2 separate regions of the Triticum aestivum genome follow, and region 1 is linked to region 2. A link is a contact called in public Hi-C data. All regions are on one chromosome and are shown on one strand. The core of a region is the stretch at or near the end of the contact, and the rest is flanking DNA. Distances in the headings are between cores, read along the strand shown.

Evidence for each region. Hi-C and Micro-C count contacts between places; a contact is called where the count stands out from the background.
Region 1: a contact with region 2 is called in a Hi-C map of leaf, with 6 times the contacts expected there. The contact joins the enhancer-like site here to the promoter of LOC123052062 in region 2. A contact is called at or near these places in 2 of 5 Hi-C or Micro-C datasets (both in leaf).

What each region holds. Positions count from the first base shown.
Region 1 is chr2D:119,462,422-119,466,820 of IWGSC CS RefSeq v2.1, forward strand. LOC123052063 (zinc finger CCCH domain-containing protein 62) reads left to right here. Exons shown (of 14, transcript XM_044475128.1): 7 at 338-446; 8 at 1,122-2,773; 9 at 2,853-2,968; 10 at 3,074-3,150; 11 at 3,775-3,903; 12 at 3,982-4,183; 13 at 4,326-4,386. The coding sequence ends at 1,900. Among protein-coding and RNA genes, the nearest start is that of LOC123052063, 4.8 kb to the left of the region's middle. Within about 2 kb of position 2,415, at least 8 of the 8 cell types and tissues checked have an H3K27ac peak or open chromatin away from gene starts, as enhancers often do. A contact at or near this core is called in leaf, where this site is marked.
Region 2 is chr2D:119,255,474-119,259,289 of IWGSC CS RefSeq v2.1, forward strand. It overlaps LOC123052062 (CDPK-related kinase 5), which reads left to right and starts at 1,593. Exons shown (of 11, transcript XM_044475114.1): 1 at 1,593-2,433; 2 at 3,257-3,387. The coding sequence starts at 1,864.

The DNA.
Region 1 (4,399 bases), core at 1,165-3,664, 210 kb after region 2:
AAGTCTATGCTGTCTTTTTAGATATTGTGCTCTTGGAATGTTATGGATCTGTGCATACCAATTATCAAGTCTATGTTGCCTTTCATACTACTAGTATGAGATAGCTACAGATAATTTTATTGATCCATTCTGCTGTTTGGGTATGCATGAATTATAGCTTTTAACCACACCAACATTAATGGGAAAAGTGAAGCTTATTTTACACATGCACCATTTTGAGGATGTTCGGACAATTCTCAGATGGTGTGTACTTATGCATTGATATATTTGACCTTGTCACAAGATGGCCCCGTATGACTTTCATGTTCATGTAGCAATTCTTTTGTTTTAATTCTAGGCTTGGGCGAATGAAGCGAATAGGTTGAAGGCTCTAGAAGAAAAGCACAATAGAGGAGATGCTGCAAGGCGTGTCCGTGCTTCAAATAGACGTAATTCTGGAGGACACGGTAAATTCTATTGGCAACATAACCGTGGTTGTTCCTGAGACAGATTATATTTAGCCGTTAGTACTATCCCAGTTCTGAACTCACTGATGTTATTGCATATGTGGGTTAGTATTCAATCCAGGAGATATCGTGTTAAAAGCTGTTGTATTTGTTTAATATATCCACTTTTCTGCCCTAAAAACATATTTTCTAGAACGTAATACACTTTCCTTATTCAATGTTGAAGTTTGAACCTTACTGTATGCTAACAACTTCTATGATGATGGTTAGACAGTACAAATACCAGAAGTTTGTGGCCATTTCTTATTAGGATTTTCATTTGGTTTCTGTAAACTCTAAAGTTTGGTTTGGTCTAATCGACTGGCATTGGGATCCTTAAAACTCTACTGTAGAAGCAGCTGTTCCTCAGAAGGAATCAATTAAAAATCTGTCTACATAGAACAGCATAACACGTACATAAGCTTTTGCACCATGAGCTGTCTGTTGTTGCTCATTAAAGATGTATGCATACACTTGTTTAGATTCGTTTCACTAAAGCTACTGTGTGATTCAATCTGTGTCTCTTCAGTTTTCTTTTGAGTTTTGAAGTTCACTATTTTGAAGTTCTATGTTTGCTGTGCCAGGTGCCAGACTAATTTTGTCCCTCTTCCTTTTGTATCTATATCCTTCTTTCAGCTCTTAAGGGCAAGAAATCAAAGGAAAAAGGAAAGCATCAGTCTCAACCTGGACGGCCTGATGGTGGATCCAATAGCACTAAAGGCGGAAAACGTGCTATGCAATCCTCCAATTCTGATCATCCTGCCAAAAAAATTCGAAAAGAAGAGCACTGGGTGTCTTCTAGAAAAAACTTCACTGATGGTCGTCGGAAGGCAAGGACAAATTCTGCCCCCCTGGATAAGAACATTGGCATCGGCACCAGCAGTTCTCAGCAAAATGCCAACACGGAGACAAATCATGCCATCTCGCAGAAAAACTTGCGAACAACACCAGTTAACTATGGTCTGCGTAACACGGAGGCTAGGGTGAGTAAAGGAAAAGCCGGTTCGAAGCAAAAAAACACTGTTGGTGGCAACCATGATCATTTTGAAGGAAGGCGCGTAAGTTCAGCTTCTCACCCGCAGGCTTACCCAGGAAATTCAGTTGGGATGCATCATCCTTTATCTGAGAGGCCCCAGCGGCCACCTCCATTGCGCGAAGTTGGCAATGCCTGGCAACATCATATGGACGGCAGATCAATTTCATGTCCAAACCCTACAATGGTTTTCGGACAACCAAATGCAGCACCGGCTGGCTGGCGTGCGCCTGGTTATTTCAGGGGACCTCCACCTGATCAACGCGCGGTGGTATTTCCACCATTCAACACGTCGCAAACTATATACCGCCGTCATCCAGATGGGGCAAATGTGATGCCGCAGTACAGATATTCTGGTGGTAGTAATGGTTTTCCACGATAGGGTAGTTTATCTGATGACAGTTGCATTGTGGAACACTTGATTAGTGGTCACTGGTGAGAAATGTGTAAATGCAGACGCAACTCTGTAGTTGAGAGTAAACAAGAAAGCTTCAGAAACACCTCCATTTATTTGCTGAATGGGTTCATAAATGGACTTATCTGCTACAAGTAGAAATTTTCTGAAACATCACATGACGATTCTGAGAAAAATTTAAATGGTAGTACTACCAAATAGCTTGGCTCCAGTCTTGTGGCGGATATGGCCCTCAGCCTACACCAAACATTTCAGTTGAGCACAGTTCATTATTGTATCAGGAAATATGTTAGTTGGGAGAACATGGACGTTCTCAGAGATCAGGCGAATCTGGCCGTTCATCTCGATTCCTGATGCGATTTGGGCCGTCCGATCTCTCCCTCGGTTGACCTCATCCGTTGGATCGAAGCCGGACACTGCTACAATGAATAGTACGTCATCTGGTGTGCCACCGCCTGTTATTTCGGTGCCCCCTCAAGGGCATTTTAGTCATTTCACACATAGGCGTATAAAAGAGGGGCGCACCCGTGGAGACCCAGCCGCTACCTCCGCCCGCACTCGCGCCGCTCCCTATCCTCTTCCTCTCGCCTCACCTCTCTCTGTCTCTCTCTCTCCCTCCAAACCCTAACCCGCACCCGCCTCCCTGCCCTGCTGCCGGCCGCCGCCGCTCGCCCGGGCACCCATCCACGACCTCACGCTGCCCACGGGACGAGTGGTGGCCGCGGTGACGAACGCTGCTGCTCCTCCGCTTCCTCGAACTCCAAGATGCGGGCCACGGATCCGTGGTCGCCTTCTTCCGCGAACAGCGGCGGTGCCCGCTGTCGGCGTCAGACTCCCAAGGTTTGATCCGCCGCTCATCCTTCCAATCTCCCTGTCGATCTGTGTGTGATCGATTTTCTATCTGTTTGATTCCAAACAGCAAGCGAGGATGAGCACGACGCGTAGGAGGACGACGACCCGAGCTTGAGCCCGACCATGACGCACCGCACAAGGTCCTTGCTTCCTTCCTGACGGCAATGGATCCCTTCCTTGCAGGTAGCACTTCCCCTCTCCCTCCCACTGATTTGCTAATCTAATTTAGCCACAAGCTGCTACAAATCACACTGCTTGTTGCATCTGACTTTGCTGCCTCGGATTTAGTTGCCTGGGTTGCTGACGAGATCCATCTGCCCGGCTGGAGCCTGTTATTCGCTTGATGAAAGTCAGACCAATTGTAGGTACGGACTACAAAATAGACAGCCCCATGGCTATGTATATGTTACACATCCCATTACTGCCAGTGTTGTTCAAATTTTAAACTGTTGTCATAAACACATTTCCTCTCAGTACTAATTAGCCGCTGCTTTGAGTTGCTTTCATTGCTCTGATTTGTGTGATGAAACTGATTTGTGTGATGCTACTTGGATGAAGAAGGGACAGTGCTGCTGCAAAGAAATTTTTGTTGCCTATATATTTAGAACAAAGAAATAGAGATAAAGTTGCTGCGACTTATAGATTGTTGTTGTTATTATTTTTGTACTTTTTGCAATTACTTGGATCACTCTCTCAGAAATTATGCATACTCTAGAAAAATTCCTTATGACAAGATCTTTTGGGTGTCCTGTTACGGAACCAAATAACAACTTTTTTTCATTGGGTATATCCCATCTCTACTTCGCCTTTTTATTCTTGGTACGGTTTGTATTTAATTTTCTGTACCTCACAACTGGCTCAGTTTTAGTATCAAGAATCAAATGGTGTGTTGGAATTTGTACCCCATCTGTGTGGCTTGTGCCTTGTAGGCTGCAAACACTCGTGTACTTGTAATGCTGCTGATTTTCTGTGCTTTTTTTAATTTGCAGGACTGACCTTTCTCTCAAATTTCACCTGAAACACCAAGCTTTACATCTGAAGCTCAGCAGTATAATTTTCCAGAGTTTGGCTTGAGGCATCATTTTGCAGCTGAAAGGAAATGGGCTCTTTGTCTTCAGGTAATTTTGGTTTGAAATTCATCTTGCTATAATTGCATTCGAAATGCTTAGATTCTCCTCATTCATGATATTTGATAGTCTCGAGCTCATCCACGAGAAATCATAACAACTGAAGTGCTTAAAGCTTTGCAAGAGCTGAATGTTTGCTGGAAGAAGATTGAGCACTATAACATGAAGTGCAGGTGGAGTCAGACTTTGTTGAGAACATGATGCATAACCAAAGCATCGGCAGCACCTGCGAGAGGAGGCTACCACTGCTTCCACTGTATGGAACCAATGTGTATGTTGCCTCCTCTTTCTCCTTTCATTACTACATGCGATTTTTATTAGCTGATTCGTGGCTTGATTTTCATTTGTAGATTCAAACTACTCTCCTGTGAGGATTTGTTCTGCTATACAATTTTCTTTCATTTCCCATCCAGGTTGTGTTCAAATGATAGGTGGCATTGCAAATTATGACCAGTTTAAATGTTGTTTAGTGAGGTATGGTTTGCTC
Region 2 (3,816 bases), core at 343-2,842:
GCCAGGAACAAGTACCACTACCACTACCACATACAGCAGAAGCCATGACCATACACTACACGTCCTCTTTGCATTTATAGGAAGATTTGCATCCGAAGAAATTGTCCGTGTACCGCGTACGGTGTACCCTCAGCTTTCAATAACGCCTGTTTTGCACCAAACCAACGGCGTCCTTTCTTTGCCATAGATCGTACGCGCATACCACATTCGTACTGCCAGTACCATACCGTCCTTGCCCCGAGAACAATTACGTGCTCACCCACACACCATTACCACTACACTAAGCACAAGACATGCGGTGAAAAGGAAGATAAGATCCGTTTACCAGACAAGTAAACCAAACCTAACCATCTCCTGACAGCTCTCTGCCGCTGTCTACCAACGAGCCAGAAGCTCGAGAAGCGCAGTGTCTGCATCTGCATGGTACTGTGCCGCGCAACCGTATTTCTTCTTCGTCGTCGTCGTCGTCATGATGCATGAGGCAGGGCGCGCGGCCATGGCAGGACACGTGAGCTTAACTAATGGCCGCCGGCCCGCCCGCGCGCTCCCTTTATCTTTACTCCTCTCGTCTCCTTTGCCTGCTTCTACGCCTCCGCTTTTCGGCCCTCTCCCTTTATTTTTTTGTTTTTGCTGCCCCGTAATCTATGTTGCGCGTGGACCCCATATCGGTAGTACGGGCGGAGGGAGGGTTAAAGCCGTTGCGTTGCGTTGCGTTGCTTTGGAGGATGGATGATGAGGTTGACGTCGTGCTGGGTCGCGCCTCGGGCCGCGTGTCACGCACACTGACGCAACGGAGTATTCTTCTGTTGCTCCTTTAATGACCGGGATTATTAAGATACTCCTACCACTGCTGCACACAATTCTCTACTGTGGTTACAGTAGAGTAGCTTCTTCATGCAGGCAGGGGCAGCCACGCAGTGGGATGATGCAGCAGAAGAAGCGCAGGCCTCTCATCTTGACCTTGACCGCATAGTTTCGCATGGTTTTGTGAGGCTTACCTTTTTAGGTGTCTTTGCCTTCCTGATGAAAGCCAATAATGCTCTTCTTATAGATTGGGAGGGAGGAATAAACATGATGTCAAAATCCAACGAGAAACGGGGCGAGATTTGGGACCCCATCCCATTCAATTCAATTCAATTTAAAGTGGACACAAAGCTAATCTCCGGGCACCACAGTACGTACCGCCCAAAATAAATAGGGCAGGGCAAACGAGCTCAACTAAACAAGGTGCCCAGCAACTGGCATAAGTGCAGTACAAGCTAACAACCGATGAAAAAAAAGAGCTAACAACCGATGAATCCATCCACGTCGCTGCGGCAAGGACGGGGGTTGCTTTCGGCCGCGGCGATTTACAGACAACAACAACGTCTACGAACCTCATTCAGTTGTTTCCAACCCCAATCTCTTGACTGTGCGCACCTGTTTTCGAAAACAAGTCGGGAAGTCTCGTGCTCCACCCGAAAAGCACAAGCGAACAAGGGCGACAGCGACTAATCCGGCCAGTCTCACATCGGCTGGAAAGCAACCCCCTCCAGCTCCAGTCCCGGCCAGCCAAAACAAAAAGAAAAAACACCACAGCCAGGAAGCCTTCACTCACTGGGCTAGCCACTCACTCTCACTGCAACTAACATCGAGCTCGCCTCGCCTCGCCACCCTCGGGCCGGGCCACCATTACTCCCACTCCACCTTCCCCGTTTCAATTCACTCCAGTCCAGTCCCCACGCTCCCCCCAACTAAAAGCTCTCTCTTTCCCTCTCTCTCTCTCCTCTCCGCCATGGCCGCCTACTCTTCCTCCTCCTAGCGCGCGCCCCACCGCCACCCCCACCACCGCGATCCAGATCCCACCCGCCGCCCGCCCCCGCCATGGGGGGCTGCCACGCCAAGCCGCGCACCCGCGACGCCGACGGCGCCTCCCCGCCGCCGCCCGCGCCGGCCACGCCGCCACCGGCCTCCTCCACGGCGCCCGCCACGCCGGCCTCCAAGAAGCACTGGACGTCCTCCCCCTTCTTCCCCTTCTCCACGCCGAGCCCCAGCCCGGCGCACCACCTCTTCTCCTCCTCCTCCGCGGCCTCCCCGCGGGCCTCCTCCAAGTCCCCCGCCCCGGCGGGCGCCAAGTCCCCGGCGCCCGCCACCCCGGCCAGGCGCCTCCTGCGCCTGCCCTTCCCGCCGCCCTCGCCCGCCAAGCACATCCGCCAGGCGCTCGCGCGGCGGCACGGCCCGCCGCGCCCGGCGATCCCCGAGGAGGACGGCGGCGACGGCGACGGCGGGAGGGGCCTCGACAAGGGCTTCGGCTTCAACAAGGGCTTCGCCGCCAAGTACGACCTCGGGGACGAGGTCGGGCGGGGCCACTTCGGATACACCTGCGCCGCCAGGATCAGGAAGGGGGCGCGCAAGGGGGACGCCGTCGCCGTCAAGGTCATTCCCAAGGCCAAGGTGATGACCTACCTGCTGCAACTTCTGCAAACGCTTCAAAAAATAAATCGGATCCCTTCGCTAGTTTTTTCTGAAAGTTGATGCCGCGCTAGTTTAGATTTGTGAATTTCTGTTGGCTAATGCGGCACTCTCATGACTTTTGTGCTTTTGAATGATGCTGTATAAATGTCCTTCATATTTTGTTGAACAGAGAAAGGTAAAGCATGTGTTCCTGAAAGCGACTACTCCTCACTAATCTAATCAAAGTTTTTGAGAACTGGATGCATGCCTGTTCATTTATTAACAAACGTGGCCCCTTCTTGTCTACATGAGTAGTCAAGTAGATGTGCCTTGTTACAGATGTTCCCTGACATCATGGCTTCATGTACTAACATGCTATTGATCCGCATCGTGCATTGTAAAAAGAATATATAATTTTATCACATGCAGCATACCTGTATATAAGAATAATATGGATTACGAGATCTTCTACGTTCAGCATTGCTGCATGGTACGTACTAGGTAACATATTAAATTATGTGCTGTAAAATATTAAATACACCCACTTGAATGATGAGATCTGAGCAAGTCCTGTCATTTTTTGTTATGGAGTTTACACTTGATATTCCGTACTAACTACTTTGCCTATTGCTCTTTTATCACTGTGCGATCTGGTTTAAGCTCTCCATAGTTGCAATCTCCCTTATTTGGGTCACCACATTTCAGTGCCTTACTTGAGGATTAATACCATCATTTTGTCGTAGCTAGGCATGAACTTAGTTCCTCAGTCCTCGTATGTACATTTTTTTTAGTATCATCTGAAGTTGCTCTAATCTCTTGTCAGATGACAACATCCATTGCTATAGAGGATGTCCGGAGGGAGGTGAAAATTTTGAAGGCTTTAGCGGGGCACAAGAACCTGGTTCAGTTTTATGATGCATATGAGGACAACGAAAATGTCTACATAGTCATGGAGTAAGTTCCAGTACCTTGATAGTCACAATGTGTTTTGACTTCAATTTTAAGTGCTATGAGGATGCTCTCCTTAAGATGCCAAGTAGAGTAGAGTAGCTTTTTGCCCTCGTTATCAATACTCTCAACTACAAGCATAGAAAACAAACTCACTGAATAACCAGTTCCATTTTATTAACCCAACTTCAATAGTTTTCCAGAGTCCTTTTTTATTAAGATTCTTTGATCTACTTATTGTTGGTGCGGCAATAATTACCTTTCAGAAGCATATAATGCGTTATCTTGTGTGCTTAAAAACGTAATTAACAACCATATGTTATTTCATCCATATGTCTTTACTGTTACTTACCTTGTCAGTTCTTAGGTTAGTTCTTGTTCTTACGTTAGTTCTCGTTCTTAGGTTAGTTACTGGCAGTTTAAATAATCTGGTAG